3 separate regions of the Hordeum vulgare genome follow, and all the other regions are linked to region 1. A link is a contact called in public Hi-C and HiChIP or PLAC-seq data. All regions are on one chromosome and are shown on one strand. The core of a region is the stretch at or near the end of the contact, and the rest is flanking DNA. Distances in the headings are between cores, read along the strand shown.

The links. Hi-C and Micro-C count contacts between places; a contact is called where the count stands out from the background. HiChIP or PLAC-seq counts read pairs in DNA pulled down with a chosen protein or histone mark.
Region 2: a contact with region 1 is called in a Hi-C map of leaf, with 3 times the contacts expected there. The contact joins the promoter of LOC123448362 here to the promoter of LOC123446910 in region 1. A contact is called at or near these places in 2 of 6 Hi-C or Micro-C datasets (leaf and seedling) and 1 of 1 datasets of contacts at active chromatin or transcription factors (embryo).
Region 3: a contact with region 1 is called in an H3K4me3 HiChIP or PLAC-seq map of embryo, with 6 times the contacts expected there. The contact joins the promoter of LOC123450977 here to the promoter of LOC123446910 in region 1. A contact is called at or near these places in 2 of 6 Hi-C or Micro-C datasets (both in leaf) and 1 of 1 datasets of contacts at active chromatin or transcription factors (embryo).

The regions. Positions count from the first base shown.
Region 1 is chr4H:4,338,440-4,341,093 of MorexV3_pseudomolecules_assembly, forward strand. It overlaps LOC123446910 (FT-interacting protein 3), which reads left to right and starts at 1,315. Exons shown (of 1, transcript XM_045123456.1): 1 at 1,315-2,654. The coding sequence starts at 1,515.
Region 2 is chr4H:4,814,287-4,816,940 of MorexV3_pseudomolecules_assembly, forward strand. LOC123448362 reads right to left here and starts at 1,290. Exons shown (of 2, transcript XM_045125212.1): 1 at 1,173-1,290; 2 at 222-1,077. The coding sequence starts at 1,290. The coding sequence ends at 419. It overlaps LOC123446921 (5-methyltetrahydropteroyltriglutamate--homocysteine methyltransferase 1), which reads left to right. Exons shown (of 14, transcript XM_045123468.1): 14 at 1-349. The coding sequence ends at 85.
Region 3 is chr4H:4,724,013-4,726,666 of MorexV3_pseudomolecules_assembly, forward strand. It overlaps LOC123450977 (protein VAPYRIN-like), which reads left to right and starts at 1,340. Exons shown (of 1, transcript XM_045127986.1): 1 at 1,340-2,654. The coding sequence starts at 1,937.

The DNA of each region.
Region 1 (2,654 bases), core at 65-2,564:
ATGTCTGGTTGTGGTATTTTTATTTACTATTTAGTTGTTTGTAAGAAAATGCATGACAATTTTTGATAAATAAAATAAAAGGGAGAGCCCGTTTTATTAAAAAAAGTTACCCCATGTTACTCACTCTGTTCCAAGGTACTACTATATTAGTAAACCAATCGACGCTTTCAAAATGGCTCAACGGTTAATTCAATTTAAAGGAGCATTAACTTGTAGAATTCTCTCGTAAATTGGAAGATGATTTGCACAAGGAAGAAGTTTGACAAGTTTTGCAAATCTCTATGTGAAAGATGGACTTGGTTCTAGTGGAACAAGCCTCGGCTTGGCTGATGTTTTGTGGCCCCAAGCTGCCTTGCAATCTAGCTTAAAGGTAGCTTAATCCATACCTCGACGACCATCTTATTCAGTCATCACCTGTGGATCCAAGTGCTCATCCAAATGTACACATGTTTTCTCATTCTTAAGGGAAATGATGTAAATGCACTTTTATTTTGACAATAAAAGGCAGGGGTTCTGACGATTTTATTAAGACGGAGAAACAAAACGTATAGTGAAACGTTTATTAGGGAAACTAGGCAAAATCCCATAAAGCCCAGCAAAAGACCGAGAGAAAGCCAAAAATCGAAAATACACTAGAGCTTGAGGATAGGGACTCGACGTACATCTTCATAGCAAATGGAAACTTTTACGAATGCGGATTTTGGGTTGTGGGAATCATAACCTCCCTAATAAACATTAAAACCAAAATGAATATAGTACATAAAATTTAAAAATTCTGACTGTTTTTGTAGATATTAGTGTGGCAAGTGTGCTTGTCGGTTTTCACGCCATATGATATAGCAGCGCTTCGTCGGTGAAAAATCAAAATCAAGTGTAACATTTGACGTTGGACTTGTTTTTGTCATTCACATGTCAAAATGCTTTTTCACCCGCAAATTTGCATGTATCATTTGGACGTGACAGTCAACCCATCATTTTCTCTCAAATTTTTGACACTTGTAAAATTCATTTTTGGCCTAGAGCCAAATTGAGTATCTGCATATTTTTTTTTGAAATGCACATTTAATAAACTTTTTAAAGGTTGCTATAAAATGCAGCAGAGAAACATGCGCCGACGAGATTCCCGCCGGCCGCCGCCATTTCCGGCCGTCAGTGCCGTTGCCATTTACAGTTACAGTACTATACTACTACTACCGGACACTGCTCCGTGTCACCGCTCCACGTGGCCTCCACCGCGGGCCTACGTGGCCAACGGCCCCACCTCTCCCGGCCGTTGCCTCCTCCCTTTTAAACCCCGGCGTCCACCCCGCCTCTCTCCAGTCACTCACCGTCACCGGCCGCCTCCAACGGTCACATCCCCTTCATCACTCTCCATCGCTCTCACCATCACCGCACTCATCCCACAGCGCCCGCAGATTTCCCCCAGATTCGATCACTTTCCACGGCCAAGAAGCTTCCAGGATCGGATCCGATCCCAGGCGAGGTCCGTCAAGCAAGGAGCTTTTGCCCCGGCCATGGTGGAGATGGAGGAGGGGGCGCGGCGGCGGGTGGTGGTGGAGGTGTGCAACGCGCGGAACCTGATGCCCAAGGACGGGCAGGGCACGGCGTGCGCCTACGCCGTCGTCGACTTCGACGGCCAGCGCCGCCGCACCGCCACCCGCCCGCGCGACCTCAACCCGCACTGGGGCGAGCGGCTCGAGTTCCTCCTCCACCACCCCGACGCCATGGCCGACACGCTCGAGCTCAACGTGTATAACGACAAGAAGGCCGTCGCCGGGACCGGGTCCGGCCGCCGCGGGGGCACCTTCCTCGGCAAGGTCAAGGTCGCCGCCGCCTCCTTCGCCAGGGCCGGGGACGAGGCGCTCGTCTACTACCCGCTCGAGAAGCGCAGCGTCTTCTCGCAGATCAAGGGCGAGATCGGCCTCAAGATTTGGTTCGTCGACGACCCCCCGCCCGCCCCTGCTGCTGCCCCTGCTCCCGCGCCGGAGGGGGAGAAGGCTCAGGCCGATGCCCCTGCTCCTGCCGCCGAGGAGAAGAAGGAGCCGGCCGAGGCTGCTGCTGCTGCTGCTCCTGCTGCTGCGGGAGAGAAGAAGCCGGAGGCTGCGGCGCCCGCGGAAGGGAAGAAGGCAGAGGACGCCAAACCAGAGGAGAAGAAGGCAGAGGACGCGGGTAAGAAGAAGTCGCCGGAGAAGGGGAAGAAGAAGGACGGCGACAAGCCCAAAGACGGCGAGAAGCCCAAGGAGGAGGGCAAGAAGGAGGTGGCGGTGCCTCCTTCTCCGTCCAAGGCCCCGCCACCCTCGCCGTCCAAGATGCAGCTGGCCACGGCCGGAGTCGCCGGTGATCTCGAGATCCTTCCCCAGACTGCCGCCGAGCGGAGCATGGCCTCCTCGGGTGGCGGCAGCGCGTCGTACGACCTGGTGGATCGCGTGCCTTACCTGTTCGTCCGGCTTCTCAAGGCCAAGAAGAATCAGGACGGCGGCGACAAGCAGCCGCTGTACGCGCAGCTCTGCATCGGCGCTCACGCCGTGCGGACTCGAGCCGCCACGGCCGCCGGCGAGTGGGACCAGGTGTTCGCGTTCCACAAGGCCAGCCTCACCGCATCCTCCCTGGAGGTCACCGTCCACGAGGAGGCCAAGAAACCGGAGAAGGAGGGC
Region 2 (2,654 bases), core at 40-2,539, 480 kb after region 1:
CAAGTACACCGAGGTGAAGCCCGCCCTGACTAACATGGTCGCTGCGGCCAAGCTCATCCGCACCCAGCTCGCCAGCACGAAGTGAGGAGCCATGAAATCGAACAGCCTGATGATACTACTACCTATTGTTTTGTGGGGACAGAGCGCCAAACGAGCCGTTTGTTTCGAATAATCCGATTCTTTATCGTACCGCCCGAGTCTGGCTAGGGTTAGTCCTGCTGTTATGGTAAAACTGTTACATGTTGATGGCATACGTTGTATTCTATGTGTTTGGTGGGTGGTCTCATTGTTTACAGGTTGTGTGGTCTTGTCGCGGTTATAAACAGAGTTGAATGAAAATTGTTCTGCATCTCTGAGTTTCTCCTTGATCTGCACAAGTTATCTGCTTATTTGAGAGTTACAAACTGTAGTACATGTTTCAGAGTAGCAGCATTGCATACAGTGCACCAATTCCTACCACAGCAAGCACGAGGACAACGAAGCCAACCACATGCAGAGGCCTGAGCTTCATTTTCTCCCACCACCTCTTGTCATCACCTTCATCGTCGCCACCATCTTTTTCCACGGTGTTTGCGTCGGAACCACCATCAGTTCTCGGTGTATCTGCTGTGGCGATCTCCTCCTCCTGTATCTGAATCTTGGTCTCCATGTTCTTCTCTTCAGCCCTGTTCTTCCCTGCGTCCTCTTGGGCGCTCCAGAAGCTGCCATTGCTGCTGCTGCTGCTGCCGCCTGACGAGCCATCGCCTTTCCGCTCTCCGTGAGGCGGGGGCATGGCGCTTCCAGGCTGCTGCTCCTCCGTGGCCATGGCCGACGACAACGGCGGTGGCGGTGGTGGTGGTGGAGGACCTGTTGTTGTTGGTGGTGACCCCTTGGGCAGGATGACGTAGAGCACGGCCTGGTCCTTGTCCATGACGGCCCTGATGCCGCCGGTGCGGACGCTCTTAGGCACCGGGAACGACTTGAGAAACCGCGCCCATCGCGCGCCGCCATTGCCCCCGTCGCCGACGGGGCGCTCGCCGGCGACCTTGAGCTTCCGGCTCGTGTTGTAGAGCACCCTCAGCTCCTCCTTCACGAACCCTGAGACCAGGGCAAGACAAGACACACTTCACAAGACTGAAAAGTCACAACGCAGCGGCCGGTAATTAAAGAGACTGTGGTAATGGCGCCCGCACCTGAGACGTCGACGACGAGGGTGTCGGCGTCGGCCGCGCGCGCCCACTCGCACCGGGGCTCGACGGCCGTGTACACGCGGTGGCGCGGCGCCGGCGCCGTAGCGGCGGCCGCCTGCATGGCGAGACCGTCGATGGACGTACAGCACGCTGCTCTTCTTCTCTCCCTTGGGATCTGTCAGTGACAAGGGTTGGTTAGGAGACAAGTAGGAGGGAAGATCATGATATAGCTATATGCGGCGGTGATGGTTGTCGCTAGGCAACTCCTTCCTTTTGCTTGTGCTGCTCTCGGATTTGTTGCTTTGGCCACAAGGTGGCGATGCACGCACCAAACTCTGCCATGCACTCATTCGATGCAGGGAGAACAAGGATGCAGGTAAATTTGTTAATAGGAGCACTGGTTAGCCAGGTTGTTACCACGCAGGAGGGTTCATAAATTTATTCACTAGCATGAATGAAAACTCAAGACATTATAAGGTTGCTGGGAGCAACACTTTGTATCATTTTTGTTAGCAATGACGTTTTCTTTTAGCTTCAATTCTCCTTCTCTGCCGTTTATAAGGTTCCACGAGCGACGTCCAGGGCATCATCTAGTAAACTTTAACATTCAAGAACGTAGAGAGTGGTAGAAATAAACCATGCCATGGACTTGGGATGTTCCGTTGAAATGATCGAGCACAATCTTGATATTATTCAAAATATGGAGTAGGACAGAAAAGATTTTTTTTCCCTTCCAAAACATTGGTAATAAGAATATTTTTTTGGAAAATATTAGGATGGGCTCACTAGGTCCTGTTGACATTGGTGATGTAGCTTTAAATGAGTTGCGTTATCACGATGAACACTCTAATGCTGAATTGGAAGAGGATTATTAAAAAAATGTCTTCTCTAATTGTCAAATGAAAAAGGTAAGCTCTCCGGTGATCAGCTGTGTGAAGCATTCCGTTGCTATTGGGTGTTTAAAGAAAAGAAAAAAACCCCGAGAAATCTAACAATAAGAGGGGACTTTCGAACGTGAGGGGTTGGGAACAAGATGTTATAAAAGATTTCTGTGAGAGATGATTACTGATAACAAATTGGATTTCATTGGCCCTTAGGAAACCTTAAAACACAATTTCTCCAAAAAGTGAAGTCAACTTCCTTAGTGCGGGGAGGAATTTTGGATGACGCGGTGGGATTTTAGTAGGCCTTAACAATGATGCTTTTTAGTGATTCAAGTTGAAATGAATAAATACTTTATTAGAATTCTAGTCTACGATAAGAGTGTCAAAATTAATAGGATTTTTTTGTGTAATAAATTTAATAGGAATTTGGTTACTGTATATGAAGATGCACAATTAGAGGGCAAATCTAACTTTTGCTAGGAGGTATTTGACCAGACTCCCTTGTTTCTCGAGTATGGAAATCATTTTACGACTCAACCCATCTTCAAGTTTGAAAACTCTCGTGTTTGACAGAGAATAATGCAGTGCAACATAATGCATC
Region 3 (2,654 bases), core at 90-2,589, 390 kb after region 1:
TCGGCAGGAAGAGCAAAAACCATCACTACTGCTTACTAGCAAACAGAATGCCAGACAATGTGCTATCCCAGTAAGATAAGTGATGTGTCTAACCGGCGAAAAGCACATAACATTGTATACTTACCTTGCAAAACTTAAGATGAGAGCAAGGATGGACAGATAAACATGAGTTCTTCCTCCCCGTTGTAAAATCCAAGCTCTTGGCTGGCACTGTAAATCCATTGCAAAAAGAAAAATAACAATTCCACCTGCCTTGTAAATGCAGCAATGAGGGAGGATGCAACCAAAGCGATTTACAGCACCAGATCATCATAATTTCCACAAGGGACGAGTGTCAATTTTCAACTAAACGCCGGTGAGGCAAGCAATGTGTCTTCAAGTAAATAACGTTAACTAATCCACCCGAGCCATTCGATATACGCAGACGACAAGCAGTTTTGATTTGCCTGTCCCATAGCATGACAAATGCAAGAATTCTGATCATGACATTGCGCTGTCCTATACGGAAGGTTTCATGGAGAGGTGGCACACTTTTTGTCATTGTTGTGCCATTTTCTTGGATGCAGAGGCAGGAAAGTCCAAGAAATGCGTTAGGAGTTTCACAAAGATGGAACATTGATACCGGACTCGAAAGAATTTAGGGACTTGTTGCGAGGATTTCTAAGAAGACGCTATGCGCAGAAGTAGACTGATGATCTTGTCTCTCTCGAAAATAGGGTTAGATTAAAGACGGTCTGAAATTCAGAACACCAGCAATTGGTTGGTGACCCATCGGAGTAGACAGACAGCAAAGTTGGCCGAGAAGCATTACAGTGACATGATTGAATGACCTTACTTGGATTGTTATGACTGAGATGCTACAAAGGAAGGTTTGATGCTTCTGATTCCAGTTTTTCTTCAGTAAAAATAATAGGGTTAACTCCCCGCAAAAAAATTACTTCCTCCGTCCGAAAATATTTGTCATAGGAATGGACGTATCAAGATGTATTTTAGTTCTAGATATATTCATTTTTATACATTTGTGCGACGAGTACTTTCGGACGGAGGGAGTAATTATTGGTTAAGAGTTCAGGGACAGTGAATTATCCTGCGTTTGCTCTCTTGCAGACGTAGAGCATCTATCTGCCAGCACAAAAACAAGGGCACAAAAAACAAGTTATATATCGTGCAGTAATTTGTTCTTTTGATTTCTGAGAGGAATATCCATAGATCCTTTTGGAGCATGCTGAATGGCAGTAGCGGTAATCTACCATTCTCTTGAGGCATGCTGTCAGTTAAGTCTGAGGAGTACGTACTAAATAGTAAGTACTTGGCACAAAATGAAGCATGCAAATTATTCTAGATGCCACAGCAAATTTGATAGCTCATACCACATGAAATTTTACTGTTTTTGCTGTCAAACTCCCACATAGGTGTATTAGACAACAAATTTGAATGGAAATCTGATGATAAATTTTACCAGCCAATCACGTCTGCTTTGTTCATATCATTAGTTTACGGATGGCCTACAACGACGAGCGGCAGACGGCGACGGGCAAGGCCGGGGCAGCCGGGAAGTTTCCGCCGCTACGCTCCATAGTCGAGCCAGCATCGGACCCTCCCCATCCCCGTTGCCCCTGCGGACCAAACTCCACCTCCATTAAACAAAGCCATGGCGCATGCCCGCGGCCAGCACATGGAACAAGTCCGCCTTGTTGTTTACACCCACCATGTGGCACGCCTCCACGCCGCGCCGGCCGTCCTTGCCGCCTCCATCTCCTACATAATCCGCCTCCACTCCTCTCACTCCCCTTGATGGCTTCTTCCCCCACCACAACCTGCATCAACACCTCCATCGCCATTGCCGCACTAGCCTGCTGCTAGCTAGCTGCTAGCTCTGTCTGTCTGCGGAAGCTAGAGAGAGGAAGAGAGAGAGAGCGTGAAGGTTTGGGTCGAGATGGACCGGCTGGTGATCCCGGAGCCGACGAACGAGGTGGTGGTGCGGGTGGAGCCGGGGAGGGCGGCCAGGGGGGAGCTCACGCTGCGCAACGCCATGCACACCATGCCGGTGGCCTTCAGGCTGCAGCCGGCCGTGAGGGGCCGATTCGCCGTGCGCCCGCACACGGGGATCCTGGCGCCGCTCGCCGCGGTCACCGTCGAGGTGCTCTACATGGCCTCCGAGGCGCCCGACGGGCCAGGTGGCGGAGGCAGCCGCGGGGAGGACGCCTTCCTGCTGCACAGCGTCGTGGCGCCCGGCGCCTCGGTGAGGGAGCCCGTCTCCGCGCTCGACTCCGTCAACCCGGAGTGGTTCTCCGCGAGGAAGAAGCAGGTGTTCGTCGACAGCGGCATCCGGGCGTCCTTCGTGGGCGCCGAGGTCGCCGCGCGCCTCGTCGCCACCGGGGCCGTCGAGGCGCTCAGGGAGGTGCTCGACCGCAGCGACCCCGCGTGGCGCGCCGCCGACGCCGCAGACGAGTCCGGGAGCACGCTGCTCGACCTCGCGGTCGGCCTCGGCCGCGCTGACATCGTGCAGGTGCTCCTCGAGTACGGCGCCGACGCCGACAAGCCCAGCCGCGGCAGGACACCCCTCGAGATCGCCGCGGCGTCCGGCGAGTGCCTCATCGCCGAGCTCCTCCTCGCCAACGGGGCCAAGCACGCCGGCTCCGACGCGCTCCACG